Regions from separate parts of the Mus musculus genome. Here all the other regions are linked to region 1. The links are chromatin contacts, called in public promoter capture Hi-C maps. All regions are on one chromosome and are shown on one strand. Each heading gives the region's core, a stretch centred on a gene start, on an enhancer-like site or on the middle of the called end of the contact. The rest is flanking DNA. Distances are from core to core; before and after follow the strand shown. Region 1 holds the start of Cib2 (calcium and integrin binding family member 2). Region 2 holds the start of Chrnb4 (cholinergic receptor, nicotinic, beta polypeptide 4). Region 3 holds the start of Cyp19a1 (cytochrome P450, family 19, subfamily a, polypeptide 1).

What was found. Promoter capture Hi-C pulls out the DNA fragments that hold promoters and counts their contacts.
Region 2: a promoter capture Hi-C map of neural stem cells shows a contact between it and region 1. The contact joins the promoter of Chrnb4 here to the promoter of Cib2 in region 1. A contact is called at or near these places in 4 of 39 promoter capture datasets (embryonic stem cells, liver, neural stem cells and 1 more).
Region 3: a contact with region 1 is called in a promoter capture Hi-C map of embryonic stem cells, with 2.3 times the contacts expected there. The contact joins the promoter of Cyp19a1 here to the promoter of Cib2 in region 1. A contact is called at or near these places in 1 of 39 promoter capture datasets (embryonic stem cells), 9 of 484 Hi-C or Micro-C datasets (the HL-1 cell line, LSK cells, brown adipocytes and 3 more), 1 of 115 datasets of contacts at active chromatin or transcription factors (craniofacial prominence) and 1 of 9 other capture datasets (embryonic stem cells).

Annotation. Positions count from the first base shown.
Region 1 is chr9:54,558,066-54,561,861 of GRCm38.p6, reverse strand. It overlaps Cib2 (calcium and integrin binding family member 2), which reads left to right and starts at 1,672. Exons shown (of 6, transcript NM_019686.6): 1 at 1,672-1,894. The coding sequence starts at 1,844.
Region 2 is chr9:55,046,403-55,050,198 of GRCm38.p6, reverse strand. Chrnb4 (cholinergic receptor, nicotinic, beta polypeptide 4) reads left to right here and starts at 1,655. Exons shown (of 6, transcript NM_148944.4): 1 at 1,655-1,755. The coding sequence starts at 1,704.
Region 3 is chr9:54,191,663-54,195,458 of GRCm38.p6, reverse strand. Cyp19a1 (cytochrome P450, family 19, subfamily a, polypeptide 1) reads left to right here and starts at 1,716. Exons shown (of 9, transcript NM_007810.4): 1 at 1,716-2,202. The coding sequence starts at 2,058.

The DNA of each region.
Region 1 (3,796 bases), core at 423-2,922:
CCAGAGGTTCTGAGTTCAATTCCCAGCAACCACATGGTGGCTCACAGCCATCTGTAATGGGATCTGATGCCTTCTTCTGGTGTGTCTAATGACAGCAACAGTGCACTTATTTATAATAATAAATAAATCTTTGGGCCAGATTGAGCAGAGACTGAGCTAGCAGGGCCAACCTGAGCAGCAGAGGTCCTAAATTCAATTCCCAACAACCACATAAAGGCTCACAACCATCTGTACAGCTACAGTGTACTCATATACATAAAATAAATTAATAAATAAATCTTAAAAAAAAAAGAGGGCTGGAGTGATGGCTCAGCAGTTAAGAGCACTGACTACTCTTCCAGAGGTTCTGAGTTCAATTCCTAGAAACCACATGGTGTCTCACAACCATCTGTAATGGGATCTGATGCCCTCTTCTGGTGTGTCTGAAGAGAGCAATGGTGTACTCATTAAAAAAAAAAAAAAAAAAAAAAGAGTAGAACAACACGGCCCCAAAGTGATGTAAGCCAGGCAAAACTGGACAATACTGGTATGTCGCTTTTGTTTGTTTTTTTTTTTGGTGGTGCTAGGGACTGAACCCAGGGCCTCATGAATGTTAGGCTAGCTCTCTGCCACTACACTATTTCTCAGCTAAATTGCTTTTAGTTACTATATTCTGTTTTCTGAGATATAGTCTCATGTACTACAAGTTGGCCTGAATCAGCTAAGGATAACCCTGAACTTCTGATCTTCCTGCCTCTGTCTCGAGGGCTGGGATTACAGGAGACCATACTCATGTAGCTAATCTCAGTTTTGGCAGCCCATGATGGACTTGCCTCCCAGCGGAGCCACCAGGAGCCTTTGACTCAGGTTTCATGCAGCCCAGCTGTCCCAAGAATAGACAGTAAGGACAACTCCATTGCTAGTAGCCTTCCTTGTGGGCCACTGATAGGTCCCAGAGTTGCCAGGACTCCTGAACTTCCGTGTGTCTGGAGGGCTTTTCCTAGCGGTCACCTTGATGGGGCGGCTGAAGATAGCCAATCGTTTAGGAGGGTATTGGTTAACCTCCTCTACCCTGCCTGCATTATTAAATTTCGTGAAGGCCTCACTTAGCAGAGTGGATGTAGGGAGTGATCTAGTTACTTTCCTTAAGGTCTTGAACCAACTGAGTAGTGTAACCTATTGTTACCAGAGCCCATTCCTCTGCTGAGGTAGAGTTTGCTTCGTCTGTTTCCTTTTTTAAAAAGTTATTTTATGATTTGAGTGTTTGACTGCGTGTATGTCGGCTTTTTGAGGATGGACCTGACTTGGGTAATCCCGCAAGCTCAACAACACACCTATTCTCAGTCTAGGATCAGAGGCCGGAGGATTGTGCCTGTTCTACCACACTAATCCATGGGATTTTCAGGCTCACAATCGCCAGGACCGACCCGGGGTGCCAGTCAGTGTGCTGGTTGGAACGGGAGGCGCACTCAGTGTCCAGTAGTCAGGCGGCCCTATGAGGCCACCGCTTGGCCACCTCAGTGTGCTGCAGCAGCATAGACTGAGCAGGCCTCTGTCTCCAGGGAGAAGTCACCTCTCGGGCCCCGCCTCCTTCCACCAGGCTGCGCCTCCGCCCCAATCCGGCCCCCGCCCCCGCCTAGGCCCGCCCCGCCCCCGGCCCCGCCTTTGCCTCCCAGCCCCTGCACCCCTCCCACTGAACTGCGGGACCCAGCGGAGCGGGCCAGGCTAGGCTGGCGACGCTGCCCGCTCCCGGGCTGGCAAGGGCCGCGGGCACCGGGCTCGGGGCTCCAGACGCCGCCGATGGGAAGCAGCACTCGAAAGGGCGAGAGACGACGCCGCGGCCACCCATACCATCGCGGTCACCATGGGGAACAAGCAGACCATCTTCACTGAAGAGCAGCTGGACAACTACCAGGTGAAGCCGGCGCGCCGCGGCCCCTGTAGTCCTCCTTTTTGTCCTTTTCCCAGGCCTCGCAAAAGCGGACTCACAGAGGTTCAAACCCTGCCGCTACCTTCAGCGCGCAGCGTCGCCTTAGGTGGATGACTTCCCCTTGACGAGCCTCAGTTTCCCAGGCCCGGGAATGTTAGAACATTCCAGTTAGAGTATTCTGTCAGATGCGCCTCACCCACCCCGTCTTCTCTTCCTTATTGACCTTCTTTCTGCCCTCCCAAGCTAGACCCCAGTCATTTCTTCCAGCCCACTGGGCATGACCCTCATCCCAGAAAGGGCTTGGTGTAGGGGGAGGACAAGAGGCCCCAAATGCAGGTTACAGGTTGGGGTGTGTTGTTTATATAACTACGTACCCACATCTCTTAACCTATTTTGTGATCCTAGTAGCCCTTTCACCCCGGATTCTTCCAAGTTCAGAGCTAGCTGTCCATATCAATGATCTCACAGCCCCCAGCCATGTGAAAACTTTTCTGTAGGTATGCGAGGGAACCTTATCTCCGGGCTGGCCCAGAGTCTTGCTCAGTTGCTTTAGCTCACCATGTAATGTCTCCGGACTTTCAGGGAACAACAGCTGTGGAGTCTTCTTTTTATCGCCTAATAGGTTAGGAGTGTTATGTCATATGTATTCCTATCTTAGATGTGTGCAACTTTTGTGAATATTCAGTTAGCGTGGAGCGGTTACCTCCAGTGTGACCCAAGTGATAGGATATGTATTGAGAAGAGCTCTAGTGGACAGGGGAGGTCAATAGCTCTTGGTTTGACTAGAAGGTTCAGAAAGAGTGCAGAGCTTGCATGAGGACTTGGGAAGTCAGGATTTTTTTTTCTGCCAGAAAGTTCTGGAAGGAGGCGTTTTAAGTGGAGGTAGATGCAGGCAAAATAGCCCAAACCCAGGAGAGAAGAGTGGTCTGGGGAGAGTGGGGAGCCTGCATCCCCATTAGGACCAGCCCGGCATTGGGTCAGACCCAGTCCAGTGTTGAGTTCTGATCCTTTGCCAGGGCCCAGCTAGACCCTGCCAGGGGAAGGAGAGCCATGAAACACGAGAGCCCCACATCTCCTTTCCTCTGGCTCTCTAGCATGCCCAACCCGGGCCGCATGGGGGCCCCAGGGTTACATTCCCTTTTCCAAGTAACTCTGGGCTTCCTGGAACTTCGCAGTCTGGTGGTCTTCCCTCCCTGAGGCCAGATGCCCGGTTTCCTGCTCGCCAGATGCCCCTGCAAGATGCCCAAAGTTTCGGCTACCGCCCTGGCCACGTATGTGCATGGCACACTCCTCTCTCATCCTCTCACGTGCCTACGCAGGGCTCGCTGCCCCCCCCCCCCCCCGTCCGCCATCCCAATGCTATGCTTCAGCCCATGCCTTCAGTTAAGAACTAGCCCCACATATGACTCAGCCTTCTTTGCATCTCACCTTGAGATCCCCTCATCCATCTCAAGACTGTGACCCTGGCCAGCCCTCCAAAGCCTCCTGGGGACAGAGGTCTAACTGGAGCTTCCTGGTCCTGTGGTCTTCTCTTTTGTCCCTCTTCTCTTCATTCTCTCCTTCCATCCCCCACTTCCTCTTCCCTCCTTCCTTCATCCTTCTATCAAGAGACAGCATATGCCTCACTAGAGTTGGGATGTCTGTGTACTAGCCAGGCCCCTATAGGAAGCCCTAAGAAGCCATCCATCAGGCCTGAACAAGTGAACAGACATAAACACTGTGCCCGCTCTAGCAGGGAGTTTTCTAACACAGGTACAGACGCCTTCTCTCCAGGTCATTCTGGTATCTTGGGAAGCAGAACAGGGCTCATCCTAGCCTGGCCTGGGTTCAGCTGGTCTCCAATTTCCTTCCTTCCTTCCTTCCTTCCTTCCTTCCTTCCTTCCTTCC
Region 2 (3,796 bases), core at 406-2,905, 490 kb before region 1:
CACTTTGTAGACCAGGCTGGCCTCAAACTCAGAAATCTGCCTGCCTCTGCCTCCCAAGTGCTGAGATTAAAGGTGTGTGCCACCACACCCGGCCCATATAAAAAAATTTGTCTTTAAAAAAAAATCATTACAAGGTTTTTTGGTTTTTTTTACTAACAAATTGAAAAAACAGCTACTGACTCACATGTGTAAGAAATCCTACGACAATATAACGGATGTTTCCTGACTAGAGGGCTTTTTAAGAAAGTTTACATTTTGTGCCTTTTAAATGTTTTGTATTGGTATATATTAATTATTTTTTAAAATGGGTTTGAGCTGGGTATAGTGGTGCATGCCTTTAATCACAGCACTCAGGAAGCAGAGTCAGGGGGAACTCTGTGAGTTTGAGGTTAGCCTAGCCTACATAGCAAGTTCCAGGACAGCCAGGGCTACATAGTGAGACCTTGTCTCAAAAAAAAAAAATGTTCGTTATGAGATTGTCATACATATGTATATAATAAGTTTTGGTCATTGACCACACCCTCCCAATTACTCTCTTTTGTCTCCTTCCCCTCACCTTTAGTCCTTTTGCTTTCTCCAGAATCTTCAATATGCTCTCTCTCCCCGCCTCTACCTACCGCCCATCCTGTGGCCCATCAGAGATAACAGAGCATACCTTAGACAGTCAGGACTACAGACAACTATCAGCAAGCAAACTCTCACACCCCACACCCCAGCATCCTGTCGAGGACTGGGGTGATTTCTGGCTCTTACCAAGGGTCTGCTAGTTCCACTTTATGTGAAAGGACCTACCCTTGCCTTTAGCTTCCAAAGCCCCACAGGTCACAGGCTTTGGCTTTCTACATCTCTTTCCCGGTTTGGGTTCAGGGAGAAGACGAACTTATTTTCAGTCCTGTTAGGTCTGTGGGTTCACCCTGTGAATCTGTTATTGCCGCAGTTTAAGGAGGAGAGGATGTCCTCAGACCTATCTTCTCGGAACCATCCTCAAGGCATTTCATCGACTTCTGTGCTTGTTGGTTTGCTTTTGTTTTTAAACTCCCGTGCCAACATGTCAGATTATAGCAAGAAGAAATCATCGGGGAAAGCGACTGGACTTCTGCCTTATTTTTAGGTCCAGAGGTCGTCCCTTCTCCAGGCCAAGTAAGCTCTGTTCACTTTGCCCCTGAAGCTGCTGGGTGCCCCTTAGTTGTCCCAGGTGCAGGGCTGTTTTGACTTGTCCTCTAACTTTAGATCCTGAAACTTAGCGTGGACCACCTAGGAGTGGGAAAGGCTAATGTATGCTTCTTTCAGCCACTTAAACTGCCTTGGGTAAGCCAGGCTAAGATTAAGATGGGTGAGGGGGACGCAGCCTGCCCTCTCAGACCCTCCCTTACCCTGTAACTCCACCCCTTCCCCAGTCCCCAAGACGAATGAGACAAGAGCTAGTCCACCCTCCCGAGTGCCACGCACTACCCGGCTCCTGAGTGTGAGAAAGTCTCGGGACCATCATCCATAGCCACAGGTTCCCCCAGACACACCCTGCTCTGGGTCTACCCCAAACTCCAGTTCAGTCCTCTAAGTGGGTGGGACCCACAGCAGCTTCCCAGGTGGGGAGCACAGGCTCCATCGGGTCCTAGTGCCGCCGGGCACAGAGAGACTGCCAGCTGGGACAGACGCTCACTCGCGGTTCCATTGTGGGGTGACCGGCAGCCACCCGGCCGGCCATGAGGGGTACGCCCCTGCTCCTCGTCTCTCTGTTCGCTCTGCTTCAGCCTGGTGAGTTCTTTTTAGAGAAGGTGGGAGGGACAAGGGTCGCAGTGTGGGAGGAGTGGCCGGACCAGCTGGGGAGTGGGCGGGGCAAGCCCTATGGGGATGCAGGCTGGCTTGGGTGGGTGGCCTGTGAGGTTTGGGGTCCCCGCTACCTTATTCCATGCTGCCAGGTCACCATCACTGACGAGTGTCTTCAAGCTGGGCAGTGCAGATCAGTCCCAGAGCTAAGAGGTCCCCAAAGGGTCCTCCGAGGCTCTTTCAACTCTAGTGAAGTGATGAACTTGCTACGGTATAAATGTGTGGGAGCAAGCCTGCTGTTTGGAGAGAGAGAGGGGTCACCAAGACACTAGCATTCCATATGTGCGAAGTATTTTTGCACTTTGGGGCAGGTCTTCCAGATATCACATATATGGTGGGCACTGCCATAGCTGGTCCCTAACCCTGCTTAGCTGAGGGCAGGTTGATGAACTGGGGTCTGCAGCTCACAAACTTAGCATTGACACTGAAGAGACTCTCTCAGCTCTCCTCCCCAGGTTCACTCAGACACAGTGAGGGTTTCTTCCAGACTCAGCTACCCTCCCCCTTAAATTCCAAGGTCCTTCGTAGCTTCTACCCCCACCACCTCAAGCTGTGTGCACACCAGCTTGTCCTCTGAGCTCCAATGGACCCAGAGAACCAAGGCTGCATCTTCCTCCCATAAAGATCACATCCAGAAGGTACTAGAATTAGGAGTGGGGAACAGTCAAGGTCTCCCAATCAAAGTAGTGTTGGCACAGTATGCATTATGGCTTTGGATCACTGCTGGGTGCCCCTATTCTGTTACCCTCTCTCAAGCTCCTTATCTGTTCCATGACAACAATCCGCCTTGCCTGTCATCTGACAAACACTGGCAGTATTTCTGAAGTATGGTCCCACTAGGCTGTCTGCACCTTCCTCTACAGACTCCTGAACCCCAGCCTAGGCTCAGGGGATCTGAACCTCTGGAAATGGAAGCTGGGGAATTGGCTTTTATATAGCCAGGTGATTCTGACCTGTGATTGGAGAAGCACTGATAGCATTTGGTGAGTTCCTTCTAAGACAGCATTCTGAGTTTCTAAGATGCTCACAGCCACCCTTTAGCGAGCACATATCTGCATCTCACAGGCCCCTCCTTCACTAAGCACATGCCCTCACCTGGCAAGCCCTGCCCTTCAGATACACACTTGCCAATGAGATTCTGTTAACCGTTGCATCCCCAGATAGCTCTCTATTTCTAGATTGGATATGCTTTCTCAGACTGGACACACAGAGAGACACTCACAATTCCACTATGGTTAAGAATCCTATCAGATTCTCAACCTTTCTCCTTTTCCTCAAGGGAGCATTCTTGCCAAGGAAAATCTCCAAAGGCAAGACCTTGTGCAGCAGCCAATGGGGCTCTCGTTTTTTTTTTTTTTTCAACATTGTATCACGATGACCTCTAGTGGTGGTTTATCTGCTTAACTGTATAAAGTTTGACTCCGTGAAAGCCCTCAGGAGCTGGTGGTGACCCTCTGACATGTTACTTATCTCTTGGATCTGACAGGCTCTGGAAAGCATTAGGAGTAGATGGCAAAGTCTGCCTATGTGCTCTTAGGGTTCCCTTTGGAGGTGAAAAGAGGGGGTGCATTTCAGCCATAACAGCCCTGCTGGTCATTTCACTTCTCTGCCCCATCCACAGGCATGCTAACAAACACAGACACAAGTGATAGGCCCAGCAGAGCAACCTCCCTCAGGGGCAAGTTAGCAGGGGTATATAAGCAAGTACAGGGGGCAGGGAGGGCTTCTGTCTTAAAGAAACCCCTGGACCTGGCTTTGTTTGACTTGCTAGAGCCTAAATGGTCTAGGGCAGTTGTTCTCAACCTTCCTGATGCTGTGACCTTTTAATACAGTTCCTCACGTTGTGGTGACCCCCAATCATAAAATTATTTCATTGCTACTTCATAACTGTAATTTTGCTACCATTCTGAATTGTAATGTAAATATCTAATATGCAGGATATCTAATACGTGACCCCTTTAATGGGTTG
Region 3 (3,796 bases), core at 467-2,966, 370 kb after region 1:
TTGGCCTGCTTCCTTTTTCTGTTGAGCATTTTATTCTCTGCAAGAGAAAAAAAAAACTGTCCAAAGTTAACAAAGGGAGCAGCTACAAACAGCTGCCGACTCTTCATTTCCCACTCAGAGCAACTGGAAAACTGTAACAATTAGACTGCTCATCATATGCACAGACACTTTTCCAGTGTCTTGAACTTAATTATTATTGAATGGTAGCGTAATATAATGAGTTAACAAATGAAGAACAAACTGAATAAATTCAATTGTGAAATTTCTGTGGTTGCTAGAAACCAAAGGTTGCGTAGAGGTCAGGGGAGAAATGTTATTACATAGTGCCCTAGAGTCTGGTGAAAGGTATGGCCTTTCTCCCCTCAAAAGTGCATGTGTGGGTTGGAGAGACCCTACTCCACGGCTAAGAGTGCTGGCTGCTCACAGGAATGTGCACTTTCGGTTCCCAGCCCTCATGGCAGGCAACTCACACGTGCCTGTGACTCTAGCTCCCTCTTCTGGCCTCGTCAAGCACCTGCATAAATATGTGCATACACCCATGCAAACACACACATAAAAATAATATATTTAAAAAAAAAAAGTGTATGTGAGCCCATTCAAAAATTTCTGCAGCACATCAGGGAATCCACAGAGCTCCTGATGTCCAATTTGAAATCACTTTTGTGGACATAGAGTTCCAGTGTGAGGTCAAACTCAGGTCAAACTCAGCCAAAATTTTCTGCCTGTATCTACTACATAAGCTTGGAGTGGGTCATCTGCCATTGGAAAATGCATTTGATGAAAATGATACAAGCTTCTCAAACTTAAGTTTTTGGCTTTTTTGTTTCTGCTTTTTGTTTTGTTTTTGTTTTTAACTACTGCCATCTCTAAAGCTCCTCCCTGTAAGAGTTTTTGATAAAACCTGACTGAAGACACCTCAGCATGCTGTTGTTGAAACCTGCAGGTCCAGCAGCTCAGCCTAAAGAGGAATGACCTGCACAGGGCACAAGTCATCACTAGGAACAGATGGCTGAGTGGCACCTGAGTCACTGCAGGGCACACTACTCTTACTGTTCTCTGCCCACTCCATCATTTTTCCTTTCTCCCTCTTTTAAAAAAAGATTTATTTATTTTATGTATGTGAGTACATTGTAGCTGTATTCAGACACACCAGAAGAGGACATCAGATCCCATTACAGATGGTTGTGAGCCACCATGTGATTGCTGGAAGTTGAACTCAGGATCTCTGGAAGAACAGCCAGTGTTCCTAACCACTGAGCTATCTCTCCAGCCTCCTTCTTTCTCCCTCTTTATTCGTGCCCCTTCCATCCCCACTGCCTCTCCTGCTGACCCCCATGAACACTGTTTAACCAGCCTATGGTCCTAGTTCTAGATCCTCATTAAAGCCACCAAAGACTGCCATGAGTAACATATCTTGAATTTCATAGATGCCCTAATGAAGACTCTCTGAACACTTTGATGGTGCCCAAGAAATGCATTCTTTCTGTAGAAGGGTACAGTCCGGGAAAATAATTTTGATTATGGGTAGGAATTAGGACATTGTGTATGTTGATTTATTTTTATAATTATATATTTATAGTGTGTGTGTGTCCTGGGGGATGAACTCAGGTTGTTAGACTTGGGTACGGGAGCCTTTTCCTGCTCATGATTTGTTTTGTTAATTGAGTTTGCTTTTAATAAGGAGGATTGCCTCAGCAAATGCTGCTGATGAAATCACAGCATTGTGATTGTTCCTCTGGAATGAACTTCAGAGAGTTGACTCTCAATTGAGCACGTCACTCTACTAACTCAAGGGCGAGATGATAAGGTTCTATCAGACCAACTGTTGAACAGAACCTGAGCCTCCCAAGGTCATCCTTGTTTTGACTTGTAACCACAAATTTGTCTTGTCTAAGTGTCCAATCACTATAAAACAAAATGCCCATCTCTCCAATCCAGCACCCTTCCAAGTGACAGGAGCCACAGCCAAACCGCTGGGTTACGTTCTAACTCCACCACTGCTTTCTTCCCATAGAACTTTACTTTTTTTTTTTTCTTCTGAGGCCAAATAGCGCAAGATGTTCTTGGAAATGCTGAACCCCATGCAGTATAATGTCACCATCATGGTCCCGGAAACTGTGACTGTCAGTGCCATGCCACTCCTGCTGATCATGGGCCTCCTTCTCCTGATTTGGAATTGTGAGAGCTCGTCTTCAATACCAGGTAAGCTGTTGCTTTAATTCTACACTAACAGAAAGAGTTTCACGGGGCTTTTTGGTCTGTGGCATGCATTATCTATTTATTTTATTTTATTTGTTTGTTTATTTATTTTGTAAGAAGAGCAAAATTGCTCTTCTTCGAAGAAGAAGCACAGCTCACAAGCTGGACTTGTGAAGATTAGGACATGGTAAACTGATCACCTGCCCACGACAGATGACCACATCACAAATGGGTGTTAGATGCTCCCTCCAGTCTGGGCAGTGCTTTGGGAGGTTTGACATGGAGTAGGCAGGGTCAAGTTCTAGAATTTTTGGCTAAATTAAAACAAGCACCACCCGATTCTAATAGATTCCAGCTCTGCTGTGCCAGCCGGCGAAGCGCCTCTGGGCTGCCCTCTCTCGCGTCCTCTTCCTTCCCCTCTGCCCTCTGTCCTCAGGGACACCTTCCCCTCCCTTGCTTGCGTTTATCCTTTCTCTCAATCGTATTCTTCATTTCTTTTATTGGCAGCGTGGTGATGGTGATGGTGCCATAAGGGTTGAATGAGAACTGGCTATTGGGAGAAGAATAGGGACAAGGCCCATTCTCTGGGAGCATCAGAGTCGGACAGAATTATTCCAAGGTCTTTGTGTCAGTCGAAAGCAGAGACTAATATAATTCTTCTGATAATCTCAGTGAACCATTTTGCCACCGGGGCTGAAATGATCAATTATTAAGTTAATTCAGAACAAACAGAAATTTCAGACAGTGTCTTTAAGTTTAGGTATGAGTTCCTCACACTATCACCAGTTTCTAGCTCTGTAAGCTATCCAACAAGGCCTGTTTCAAAACCATAGTGACCACACATTCACAAATGTGCTGAGACTCTGAACAAGGCAGTTGGAAGTGACAGCTGCACCAGGGAGTGCACAGACCAAACGCTGTGCCTGGATTCTTTCTCATGTGTTTCCCATAGTTGCCCATCTATCTGGTTCAGCCTGGCACTTTAATTTCTAATTTAGCTGAACACTGAGTTAAGTGTGTTGACGTCTACCTTGGCTTGGATACTCCCTGCCACAGATTTCCCTTCCAGTGGTGAGCTCCTTGGTCAGGGGAAAGGATGAGGGTAGGATGCAGTAGAACATCTCTGTTTCCCTGTCATAGGCTCAGATGCTAAAGTCCAGCCTGTATCATAAGAAATCAGCACCGTATCTGTCAAGAAAGCCACACAATTCTCAAATTTTAGTATAAGAACAACTTTAAAGGAGATTAGTTTGCTAGCTGGTTCCCAAGCCCTTCCCTGGAGTGTTTGAATTGCAACCTTAAACAGTTTTGTTGTTGTTGTTGTTGGGTGTTTTGTTTTGTTTTGTTTTTGAGACAGGGACCTCGCTATGCAGCCGGGACCATTCGGCTTGTCTAAAACTCATTATGTAATGTAGATCAGGCTGGTGTTGAACTCACAGAGATTTATCCGCCTCTCCCTCCTGAGTGCTGGGATTAAAATCACGTAACCACCACACTTGGCTAAAACATATACTTTTAAAAGAGGCACAGTGAGAAGTGACAGTCCTGGGGCCTGGGTCAGGAAGGGAGGTGGTACTTCCTGTATTTACCACTTCTG